Regions from separate parts of the Mus musculus genome. Here region 2 is linked to region 1. The links are chromatin contacts, called in public promoter capture Hi-C maps. All regions are on one chromosome and are shown on one strand. Each heading gives the region's core, a stretch centred on a gene start, on an enhancer-like site or on the middle of the called end of the contact. The rest is flanking DNA. Distances are from core to core; before and after follow the strand shown. Region 1 has its middle 9.9 kb from the start of Snora34. Region 2 holds the start of Fkbp11 (FK506 binding protein 11).

Region 1 (5,702 bases), core at 896-3,395:
CAGAGAGCGGAGACTTACCTGAGTACTTGGTCCTTATGGCTGAATGCCTCCCATTAGTCCCTCAGGAATGGTCTCTCGAGGGTGGTGGGGGTGGGTGGGTGGGTGGGGGTGGGTGGGTGGGTGGGGCAGTTCAACAGCTGATATTTGCTCCATCCCCAAGGCAGGGTGGCTTAGTACTGGTCTGGCACACAGAGGTCCAGAAGGTTCCTGGGGAGCTGTTGGTACCTAGTCTTGATGACAACTTATAAATACTGATTCTGACATCAGAGAGAATCATCCGTATCCCAGGCAAACAAACTCATGGCGAGAGGGAAGGCCAGAAGGAACAAAGGGGAGATAACGTCCTACCAAAACAACCTTTTTATCGGAGCTGCTACCAGGCCCACCCACAATCAGGGGAGGGCCTTCCCACACCAGTCAGATCAACTTCTTCAGAACATGTCTTCAGGCGAGGCTCCGTATTCGGTGATTCTAATCTGCGACAAGTTGACATTAAAACCAACCATAATATTTTTATTTTATAGATTCAGAATTAGCATCTATAGTAATATGTGCGTAAACTCGACACTGGTGGATTTATATAGGGAGAAGAGAGTAATTAGATTAAATTTTGAATAAGAATCTAATTCTGGAGCTGGAGAGATGGCTCAGTGGTTAAGAGCACTGGCTGCTTTTCCAGAGGTGCCCAGTTTCCCAGCAACCACAGGGTGGCTCACAACTATCTGTAATGTGATCTTTTGCTCTCTTCTGGCTTGCAAGCATACATGTAGGCGGAACATTGTATACATAATAAATAAATAAATAGGTCTTAAAAAAGAGAATCTAATCCTGTCAGTTAATAGTCAGATTGTTCTATGAGTGGACTAAATTCCTTTTATCACGGCACGTTTAGTCCTGTCATCAGGAGGCAGAGGTAGGCAGGTCTCTGAGTTCGAGGCAAATCTATTCTACAGAGCAAGTTCCAGGACAGCCAGGGCTACACAGAGAAACCGTTTCAAAAGCAAAAGCAAAAAAAAAAAAAAAAACCTAAACAAACAGAAAAATCTTTCACCTCCTCTAAGGCCAGGAAGCCTCACTTAAATTTCCATTTGTGGTAAACAATCACAAAGTAAGGATGTTGGAAGCGTGTTCATAACTCAAGGACTGCCTGTGCCTGTAGCTCAGAGGCAGAGCACACATGTGCCATGGGACTATCTATCCCTAACGCCGGGGAAGAAAGCAATGCGAGCCCACCCACGGAAGTACAGAATCCGCGTTCTCAAGACAATGTGCTGAGAAGCGGAAGTGCACAAAATGGGAACTGAGAGAGAAATGAAAAGCGTCTGCTTGTGCTTTAGAGAATGAATTCATTAACACCCCCCCCTCTTTATTTTAAATAAAAAATAAAACAGACTCTGGGCAAGTCCCACGCGATGCTGTATTCCAGGCTAGGGAAATAGGAAAGTAGCGCCTGGGCCAAAGGTGTCCAGTGCGGGAGCAGAGAACAGCCACAGGATAAATGTGCTTATATTCCCTGTACTATAATGGCTTTGCAGGAACTTGGAAAGCAAGAGAAAGCCCAGGGGAGTTACTCTGGATCTGGTTACTGAGTCTCTGGGACAAGGCAGATAGTGAAGTGTCCTGCTGACTGCGTAGGAGGCAGAAAAAATTAGCCTCCATTATAACCTATTCTTGAAAGCAAAGCTTACAGGTCCTGGGACCACAGAATCGGGGATAACACTTGCTAATGATCCAGGTGACCACTGGGACGCCTTTTATTATGGAGCCGATGCTGGTGAAACGTCAGAGACGGTTAATAAACACAACTCTACAATGCGGATAGTCTGAGAGTTAAGAGTGCGCCAGGCTTCCCATTGTAAACAGTTCCTCTAGGGACCATGGTGGATGTTCAGCACAACACATGGGGTCAGCAGGGGCTGGAAACAGTTGGCTTCTGTGGACCGTGCAGTGGCGTGCTCCCTCAATCCCCAGACCTGCCGCTGCTTGCATTGCAGGTACTGATGCTGCGTGGGACCGAGGCTGGCTGCTCCGACACACCTCTTTGTAAATGTGTCTACATTTCGGGTCTTGAACCACCCCTGCCCACCAAAGGCTTGGTTGCTTGGGAGATAAGTTGATGAACTATGGGCAAAACACAGCCCGACAGCGCCCCCGTGTGGTCTTCGCGGCATTTGGAGAAAGCCTGTATCGCAGAGTCTGTCATGTGGAGTGGGGGCATGTGAATGTGTGTGTGTGTGTGTGTGTGTGTGTGTGTGTGTGTGTGTGTGTGTGTGTGTGTGTGGTGTGTGTGTGTGTGTGTGTGTGTGTGGTGTGTGTGTGTGTGTGTGTGTGTGTGAGAACTGTCTTTGACTTTGGGTCAGTGCCCTTACGCAGTGCATCAAGAGCAATTCGTTTTCACCTTGGAAGATCAGCGATGGACATTTGTTGTATCATGTTATCCTAGGAATATTTATGTAGCATTACCCCAGGAATATTTATGTAGCCCTACTATTTTCTGTGGTTTGGAGACGGGGGGGTGGGGATTTGGTGTCCTGGGAAAGGCCCAAGGTGGTCACTTTGTATCATTATACCGATATCTATATAATTACACATTTCTGTTATCTATCATCTATTTATCTATCAATAATATCCATCTATCCCTACCATCTGTCTAACTACTATCTATCTATCTATCTATCTATCTATCTATTCTATCATCATTCTAGTTCCTCCTCCTCCTCCTCCTCCTCCTCCTCCTCCTCCTCCTCCTCCAAGACAGGGTTTCTCTGTGTAGCCCTGGCTGTCCTGGAACTTCCTCTGTAGAACAGGCTGGCCTCGAACTCAGAAATTCTCCTGCCTCTGTCTCCCAAGTGCTGGGATTAAAGGCGTGCACCACCACTGCTCTGCCATACCGTCAGCTTCTAACAGTGCTTTATGAAATGTTAGAAGTATGTTCCGGGGGATTAAATGGGAGTGTCTTTTCATATTCACTTCATATGAGTCTGCTGATAACAGAGGCCACTTTCCAAAGTGAAATGCAAGACTGAATGTTTACAAAAAAGAGTCTAGAAGCTTGCTTTACATTTTTTCTTTAAAAAAACATTTTTTTAAAGTTTATGTGTATGGATGTTTTGTGTGCATGTGTGCATGTGTAGTGCATATGTGCCTAATGCACTCAGAGGCCAGCAGAGGGCTTCTGATCTTCTGGAACTGGAGTTATAAATGGTTGTGAGTTGCCACGTGGGTTCTGGGAACTGAAACCAAGTTGCCATTAAGGCTCATGGTGGCACATGCCTTTAATCCCAGCGCTCAGGAGGCAGAGGCAGGCAGATCTCTGAGTGTGAGGCCAGCCTGGTCTGCAGAATTCCAGCACAGGCATGGCTACACAGAGGAAACCCTGTCTCAAAACAAACAAACAAACAAACAAACAAACAAACAATATCCAGTGCTCTTGGAGGGGACTCCTCCAAGGGCTTGAATCACTTTCTAGCTTTGCCCTTTGAGCTAAACCTTGTCTTCTAGGTTCCAGCTGCCTGCACTCCACTGCTGTTGCTGCTCTTGGTGGTCATCTCATGGTACTGGCATCTCCAAAACACTGCTGTCTTCTGCTGCAACTGGGCTTCACCAATGGCCTCTCATAAGCTCTCTTTATGGTGCCAAACATCAACTCCCTTGTGTGACCCCTTCAAGTCCTGGGCCATCAATTGCAACTGAGGCTACACCCTCACCAATGGCCTTCCGTGGCCTCTCACAGTGCCGAGCCTCAGCTGCTCTGCATAACCCCTTCATGCCTTCAAAACCAGTACCACTTGGGTGACTCTTACACATTACCAAGTCCAGCCACAGCACAAGGTAAAATCTTGTCTATCTCTGGAACACAGTCTCTGTGCTCTCAGAAAACACTTCCCAGAAGATTTCACCTCAATGATGCTGGTCTCTTCTTAATCACCGCTAATTTCTTAGCTCCAGCTAACCAGCATCAATAGTCCCAGTAATGCAAAGTTTTTGCTTTAGTAGTTCTAGTATTTTGTTAATCACAGCTGATTCTTCAGCCCCAGCTAACAAAACCACAGAATCTTCACAATCAAAATAGCAATAGCCCTGATAAGAGCCTTTAATCTTCCCTCTGAAATGTCACAAGCCAGGCCTCCATCATTTGCACTGTTCTCAACATCATCTCCCAAGCTCCTACACAACATCCCACAGAGCTCTTAACATCCCAATGGCTCTTCTAACCCAAACTTCCAAAGTCTTCCTACAGTCCTCCCCCAAACATGGTCAGGTTGTCACAGGAATGGTCAGGTTGGTACCAATTTGTCTTAGGATTACTATCCCTGCACAAAACATTATGACTAAGAAGCAAGTGGGGGAGGAAAGGGTTTATTCAGCTTACACTTCCACAGTGCTGTTCATCACCAAAGGAAGTCAGCACAGGAACTCACACAGGCGGGAATGGATGTAGAAGCCATGGAGGAATGCTGCTTACTGGCTTGCTTCCCCTGGGTTATGCAACTTGCTTTCTTATAGAACCCAAGCCCAGGAATAGCAACACCCACAATGGGCTGGGCCCTTCTCCCTTGATCACTAATTGAGAAAATGCCTCATGGAGACATTTCCTCAAGGCTCCTTTCTCTGTGATAATTCCCTCTGGTGTCAAGTTGACACACAAAACCAGCCAGTCCAGTTATCTTGGTGTTGCCCTGTGTCACCGTGGTCCTGTAGTGTTGGGTCTTCAGGACCAGCCCCGTCTCACGCTCCAGCAGTTCATAGATGGGGTATATGTTGGGGTGGTCAACTCAAAACCCTGGATCTGGGTGTAGTTAGAAGCTGAGTTGCTCTGCCCATCAGCTCTCCTGCCCCTGTGCCACAAAGGTCAGCTCTCCTGCTTTGCCTAGGTGAGAGGTGGGGCAGGTCTCCTGCCTGTAGCAGCCAGCAAGAGGCAGGACCAGCTCTTCTGGCCCTTTTGCCTTGGGGCTGGCTCACTGAGTCCTCACCAGGGCCAGCTCTGCAGTGCTACTCAGGTGTAGGTGTGTGTGTGTATGTGTGTGTGTGTGTGTGTGTGTGAGAGAGAGAGAGAGAGAGAGAGAGAGAGAGAGAGAGAGAGAGAGCGCCAGCCCTTGGACATCAACACGGCCCCAGGTGGCAGCTAAGAGCAGGGATGTCTGCGTGGCCTTGGTGGTAACACAGAGGATGGACACAGACTCCTGCTGTGCAAACACTGATGGTTTTCATTTCTCCTCAGTCCCATCTCCTCTCCAATCTCTCGCGGCTCTCACATGGTCTCTCTTTTATCCCTTACTATTACCCAGAATCCTCTCTGTTCCTGCCATTGTCCCACCTCCTACTTCCTGCCTCAGCTCATTGGCCATCGGCTTTTTTATTGACAGGTGATGTTTATAAGAGATTCACAACACCCATCAGGTAGTTGTGAGCAGACCATCTCTTAGAGATTTTTTTCATCTTAAAGCCTTAAAATTGTGGGCCATTGAAACATTCCAGATACAAACTACTGCAATGATAGTACCCCCTTCCTGGGGTTTTTGTGAATGAAGTGGGTTAGCGGGAAGCTCTGAGCACAGTGCCAAGCCCACAGTGAGCCCCCTCCTCTGCTTCACATTCTACCTCAAAGGAAAGGTGGCTTTTTTTTTTTTTTTTTTTTTTTTTTTTTGAGACAGGGTTTCTCTGTATAGCCCTGGCTGTCCTGGAACTCACTTTGTAGACCA
Region 2 (5,702 bases), core at 2,358-4,857, 220 kb before region 1:
AAAAAAAAAAAAGAAAAAAAAAAAAAAAAGAGCACTGACTACTCTTCTGAAGGTCCTGAGTTCAAATCCCAGCAACCACATGGTGGCTCACAACCACACGTAATGAGATCTGACTCCCTCTTCTGGAGTGTCTGAGGACAGCTACAGTGTACTTAAATATAATAATAAATAAATCTTCTAAAAAAAGATTTGCATGCAGTATAGTTAAATATTTAAATGGTTTCTCATTTGATACTTCAACAATTTGTTCAAAATAAAACATTTGGCTGGATGTGGTTTGAATGCTTATAGTTCCAGAGCGTGGGAGATAGAAGGGGGAGGAGCCAGTTCAAGGCTGAGCTAGGGAGCTGTTCCACAGGAGGTGCCGGCCACCAGGCCATACTGCCTGAGTTCTATTATTGAACTCACTATATAGACCCAGCTGACCTAGAACTCAGAGAACCACCCCCACCTCTACCTCCTGAGTGCTGGGATGAAAGACATGAGCCACCATTACCTGCCACCAAGTTTTGTTTTTGTTTTAGAGTTTAAGGCAGCTCGGCTCTGAGGTTAGCCCACTTGTCCAGTATCATGCAGCTAGTGCCTAGGGAACTCTAAGCATGTCACACGTTGTCCTTGTCCAGTGAGCCAGCTGGCTCTTTGCGGGACACACAGTAACTAAACAAGGGAAAGAGTAGTGAGTGCTTCTTTCTATTCAGAGGGAGGGGAAGTTGCTGTTAGCTAAGACAGTCAGGACTGAGAAGGGGGGGGGGGGTTTAACTCTCCTGGAGGGAGCTGAGAGGTAAAGGGAGGGGCGTGAGGTAGAACAAGCCGAGAACACAGGGCAGGTTGGTCTGACTCCAGAGCACAGTGCAGGAGCCCGGAAGTTGACTCAGTTCAGTTAGCAAGTATTTTCACACAAGGCGTGAACACTGAAGACAAAAGCAAGAGACACAGCTCTATCTCTAAGAAGATTTTCAGAGCCAAGATCGATGGGGCACACCTGTTAATCCCAGCACTTAGGAGGCTGAGGCAGGAGGATCCCAAGTTCAAAACCAGCCTGGACTTGTTTTAAGGAAAAAAAAAAAAAAAAAAGACTTCCAGTTTAATAAATGACCAATTCAGGAATGGAGATTAGGGCTGGATGACAAGTTTTTAATTGTCAAGGACTCAATTCTGTTTATCAGTTGGTATGGAATTATGTAAGCTTTTAGCGATATGACCGCACGGAGCAGTGTAGAGAGTGATCTGAGAGACGCTTGGGGGTCAGGATGGAGATAGAACTCCCTCTCTATTAGAAGGTGTTTGGTGGTAGGTAACCCTGGGCTAGCATGGTGGGTCTCTTCTTACTTAGGCTTCCATCTTTGTGGTTCAAATCCAAGAAGGACCTGCGTTCCCTCCCTCCTTGTGATCAGCTGATTGCTAGAGCATAACTCATCTTAACTTCTCATGTACTCTCCGGGTACAGGAAGGGAGGGGGCCCACTGCTGACAGTGGAGCATGAAACGACCGGCTTCCTGACTATGTTGGTACCCTTTCAGGAGCCTAAAACAGTGCTTTCAATACTTGTGTCTATGTCTGTTAGCCACAACTTTCTAGTTTCCCAGAGAGATTTTGAAGTGTAGTTTTGTATTTGCTCAAATATATATTCATATGGTGAGGTGCACATTTTTTATATTATATTTTTATTCATTTATTTTTGGTGCTTGGGAATTATACTCTAGGAATAAAGCGCCTGGTAGAAAGTGGCACACATCTTTAATCCCAGCACTCAGGAAGCAGAGGCAGACAAATCTCTGCGTTCCAGGACAGCCTGGTCTATAGAGCAAGGTCCAAGCCAGCCAGGTTTACACAAAGAAACCTAGTGTGGAAAAGACAAAACCAACCAACCAAAACAAAACAAGCATTCTCTCACTGAGCTACCTCCCTAGCCACATGCACAGAAGTTAGGCACACATTTGACGGGTTTAAAGTGCATCTATAAAACCCCATATCCTCAAGACACAGCATGCTACCAACCCCAGGAATTCCTGCCGCCTGTGGCTTCAGTTAGTATTTGAGGGGGGTTTTATGTAGCCATGCTGGGGTTCAAGGTGTGCACCACCCTATCCCACTGTACCAATTCAGGTTCCAGTGTTTTGTTTTTGTTGCTTCTTTAAAGAGAGTTTGACTGTGTAGTCCTACATGGCCTGAAACTCAGGAATTTGTCTGCCTCTGCCCCCTGAGTGTTGGAATTAAAGGTGTGTACCACAACATCTGGAAGGCAGGGTTTTGCTTTTTTTTTTTTAAGATTTATTTTTATTGTGTATATGGACACTAGACGAGGGCATTGGAGTCCTTGGAGCTAGAGTTACAGACTTTTTGAGCCATCTGATGTGTGTGCAGGGAATTGGTCTTTGGAAGAGCAGCAAACTCTCTTAAGCACTGAGCCATCTATCCAGCCTCTGACAATGAGCATTTAAAAAATAATTCCTGGGTTAGGGGTGTTAACTAAGGCGCTTGCCAGGTATGAGCAGAGCCCTGCCTGGACTGGATCCCCAATACCACAAAGCCACCCCCAGAGAACATGAGAGCTTAATTAGAATGATAGCATTATATATGGAGGCACTCGCTAATGGGGCTGGAAGAGGAAATCCCAAAGGAAACTGGTTGGGTATTAGAGATGGAAGAAATCTCAGAATGTCGGTACAGGAGAACCACCAAGACAGCCAGGTCAGGGAGGTCAGGTTCTTCCAAATAAGAGGAAGTGTGTGTTGGGTGTGTGTGTGTGTAGTCTGAGCTGCTGGCCAGACACACAGGTGGAATTGTGTTTACAACCGGTATCAATGCTAAAGAAGACAACGAACCAAGAAACAGCCTGAGAATAAATATGGTATGGAAGGACACCATGCCAGACAGCCTTTGAGTGAGTGACCAGGAGCTGGGTACCACAGCTTAGGTTGTCAGTGAGTGTTCAGACCATGAAATTCGAAACTGGTAAGGCTGCCTAAAATTACTTGAGCCCCCTTTAAAAACTGAAGTCCTTGCATAAACACAAGACTGGTGTCCGTGCTGCTGTTGTGAAAAGGATTTGTGGAAAACAGGAAGGAAACGCCATTGCTGGTAGGAGAAGATCTGTGATGGATCACTTTTTACAGGAAGATGCCCCGTAATGCTTCCCAAGACAGGAGGCTGGAGAAGCCGCCAGCTCTTTCTGGACATACCCGAGAGCAGAATGAACAGGAGTGTGAAGGGTCAGCCGACTTGGACACCTGCCTCTGGGCTTAGTGGAAAGGGACAGATCTTAGAAGACCGAGCAGAGCACAAATGCTAGCCCTGTGCTTGAGTACTGTCACCAGTTGCCATGTTAACCTTGGGCAAGTGCCCTAGCTATGAAATGGGGACAAGTGTGTGCCTCCCTTTCCTGGCCATTCGCAGGTTAGAGACAAACGAACGCCCCTCTTTACAGTTGGTAATGGCAAATATGTGCTATTACATGATCCAGCCGTCGTCATGGGTCAGAAAGACTGTTAGATGGGTCACCATCCGCGACCTCCATCACAGGTTAGGGAATTCTGCAGTCTCTTCCCCTCTAGGAGGTGGGGACAAAGTGGAGGGAGGGCTGCAAGAGGAGGAGGAGGAGGAGCTAGCGCCTTGAAAACCCGCCCATACCAGTCTGGCCTGGAGTGAGGGAACCCGTCCTGGTCGCGTGCACCCGAACAGCCTGCCCTGGTATCCTGGTGCTCTGACCCGGTCCAATCATGACCCTGAGCCCTTTGCTCCTACCACTCCAGCTGTTACTGCTGCTACTGTTCAGTGGGGCGGTGTGCCGGGCTGAGGCTGGGCCAGAAACCGAAAGTCCTGTCCGGACCCTCCAAGTGGAGACCCTGGTGAGGAGACTGTGGTGCCACTCCCCTCCCCCCACCCCATGTCCCGCCGTTCCCCTTTACGGCCAGGGATCGCGGGGAAGCCTGGGACTCTAAATGGTCCTGTGAGAGTGAAGAGGAAAGAAGCGAAGGAACTGAGTTGGGGGAAAAGGTGCTGGGTCTCCAGAGGAGCTTAGGAGGAGCAGCCTTGACCCTTGTAGTCTGATCGTAGGTGCAGCCCCCTGAATCGTGCACGGAATCTGCTGCCATTGGAGACACGCTCCACATACACTACACGGTGAGGGGCTTGGGGGTCCGGGGCGTGGCCTGGGAGGGGCGGCGCCCGGCTGAAACACGTCAGCTTTGGCTTGGACACGTGGCAAGCTATCCTAGAGAACTTGAGTCCTAGGATCAGCCCGCACGTGGGGGCGTCCTCTCGCCTGCTTCTCTTTCTTCCTTGTTTTCTGCCGATTCCTCTCCAGCGCTGAGAAAAGAAGGATAGAGAGAGCTCCAAGAAGCGCCAGCCCCGTGGGGCTTCCTGTTCCTTCTTGCCCATGGTGGTGGTGGGTGGAAGGAGATGGGGACAGGACACAAGTTTGTTAAAGGGGTTGCTTCCTTCCGGGTGGTCCCAAATTGTGGGAAGAATGGTGGGTTTAGACCCACCATTTTTTTTTGTCTTCAGGGCAGTTTGGTAGATGGACGCATTATTGACACTTCTCTGACCAGAGATCCTCTGGTCATAGAACTCGGCCAAAAGCAGGTGATTCCAGGTATGTGCCCCGTGCCTCTGACCTCTCCCTAGCCTAAGCCCTTGCTTGCTTGCCGGCTGTATTGCTCTGGAACAGCCGCTAGAATGAAAAGGATCCCAAGGCTCTCCCGCTACCTCAGACTCCACTTCTAACACTCTTCTTGCCCCACACATCACTGCGGCAGAGAGTCTGAGAAGTGGAGCTAAGCTCATTTGATGACGGGGAGCCTTTGATTTTCCTCTTGGGTACTGTGGGGAAGATATGTAGCTTCTAGTTCAGTTTTGCCTTCTTCCTCAAGGTCTGGAGCAGAGCCTTTTGGACATGTGTGTGGGGTGAGTATCTGAAGGCCGGGGCCTGACTGCTCCTTTTTCCGGGTAGAAGGTTTCTCTGTCATCCCTTCTCCAGTGGCAGGACGTTGTAGAGTAAAGGGCCCCTGACTTCATACTGGAGAGGTGCAGGTTAATGGGAACCCCCCCCCCAGGGCATCTCTCCAGCTGTCAGTTTTGTTGGGGGAGGCTGAGTGCTGTGGGGAGATTGGTGACTTTGCTGATCCACCTGTCAGGTGGAGAATTTCATATTTTGGTGTCGCTATCTGAGGAGGGGGGTAAGGCACTTCAGATGGGCTGAGGCTGCCAGCTCACCCCCCTCCTGCCTGCAATCCCTGTTCCTTCCCTCAGAGAGAAGCGAAGAGCAGTCATTCCTTCTCACCTGGCTTATGGAAAGCGAGGGTACCCGCCATCTATCCCAGGTAACCTAACCAGGCCTTTCTCCTGCCTGTCACACACAGTCCCAAGAACCTCTGCTCTGTCTCGAGCTTGAAAAAGTCCAGATCAAATCTCAGGAAAGAATTGAGCTGGGGCTCCTCCTTCAAGGCCACTTTTTCTCCAGGAGAGGCTATAAAGCACCTGTGAAGGCCACCTGACCTGGCTGTAGACAGCTGGTGACTTTTTGGCACCGGCTTGAGCCACGTGGGTCCTGCTGCCTACACTACTTATCCCAGAGCACCAAAGTATAGCTGGCTACTTGACCTTGACTCCTAGAATTCACCTTCACACGAGATTCTTACACCAGTGTTGCCTGTAGGGGGCCCTGGAAGAGAGTAGGGAGGACCAAGCAAAGTCTTTCTGTT

Evidence for each region. Promoter capture Hi-C pulls out the DNA fragments that hold promoters and counts their contacts.
Region 2: a contact with region 1 is called in a promoter capture Hi-C map of the 3T3-L1 cell line, with 3 times the contacts expected there. The contact joins the promoter of Fkbp11 here to the enhancer-like site in region 1. A contact is called at or near these places in 2 of 39 promoter capture datasets (the 3T3-L1 cell line and embryonic stem cells), 2 of 115 datasets of contacts at active chromatin or transcription factors (T-cell acute lymphoblastic leukemia and extraembryonic endoderm stem cells) and 1 of 9 other capture datasets (liver).

Annotation. Positions count from the first base shown.
Region 1 is chr15:98,507,079-98,512,780 of GRCm38.p6, reverse strand. No RefSeq gene overlaps it. Among named protein-coding and RNA genes, the nearest start is that of Snora34, 9.9 kb to the left of the region's middle. Within about 2 kb of position 2,145, at least 97 of the 459 cell types and tissues checked have an H3K27ac peak or open chromatin away from gene starts, as enhancers often do. A contact at or near this core is called in T-cell acute lymphoblastic leukemia and liver, where this site is marked.
Region 2 is chr15:98,726,103-98,731,804 of GRCm38.p6, reverse strand. Fkbp11 (FK506 binding protein 11) reads left to right here and starts at 3,607. Exons shown (of 6, transcript NM_024169.4): 1 at 3,607-3,848; 2 at 4,057-4,122; 3 at 4,507-4,594; 4 at 4,872-4,905; 5 at 5,251-5,321. The coding sequence starts at 3,720.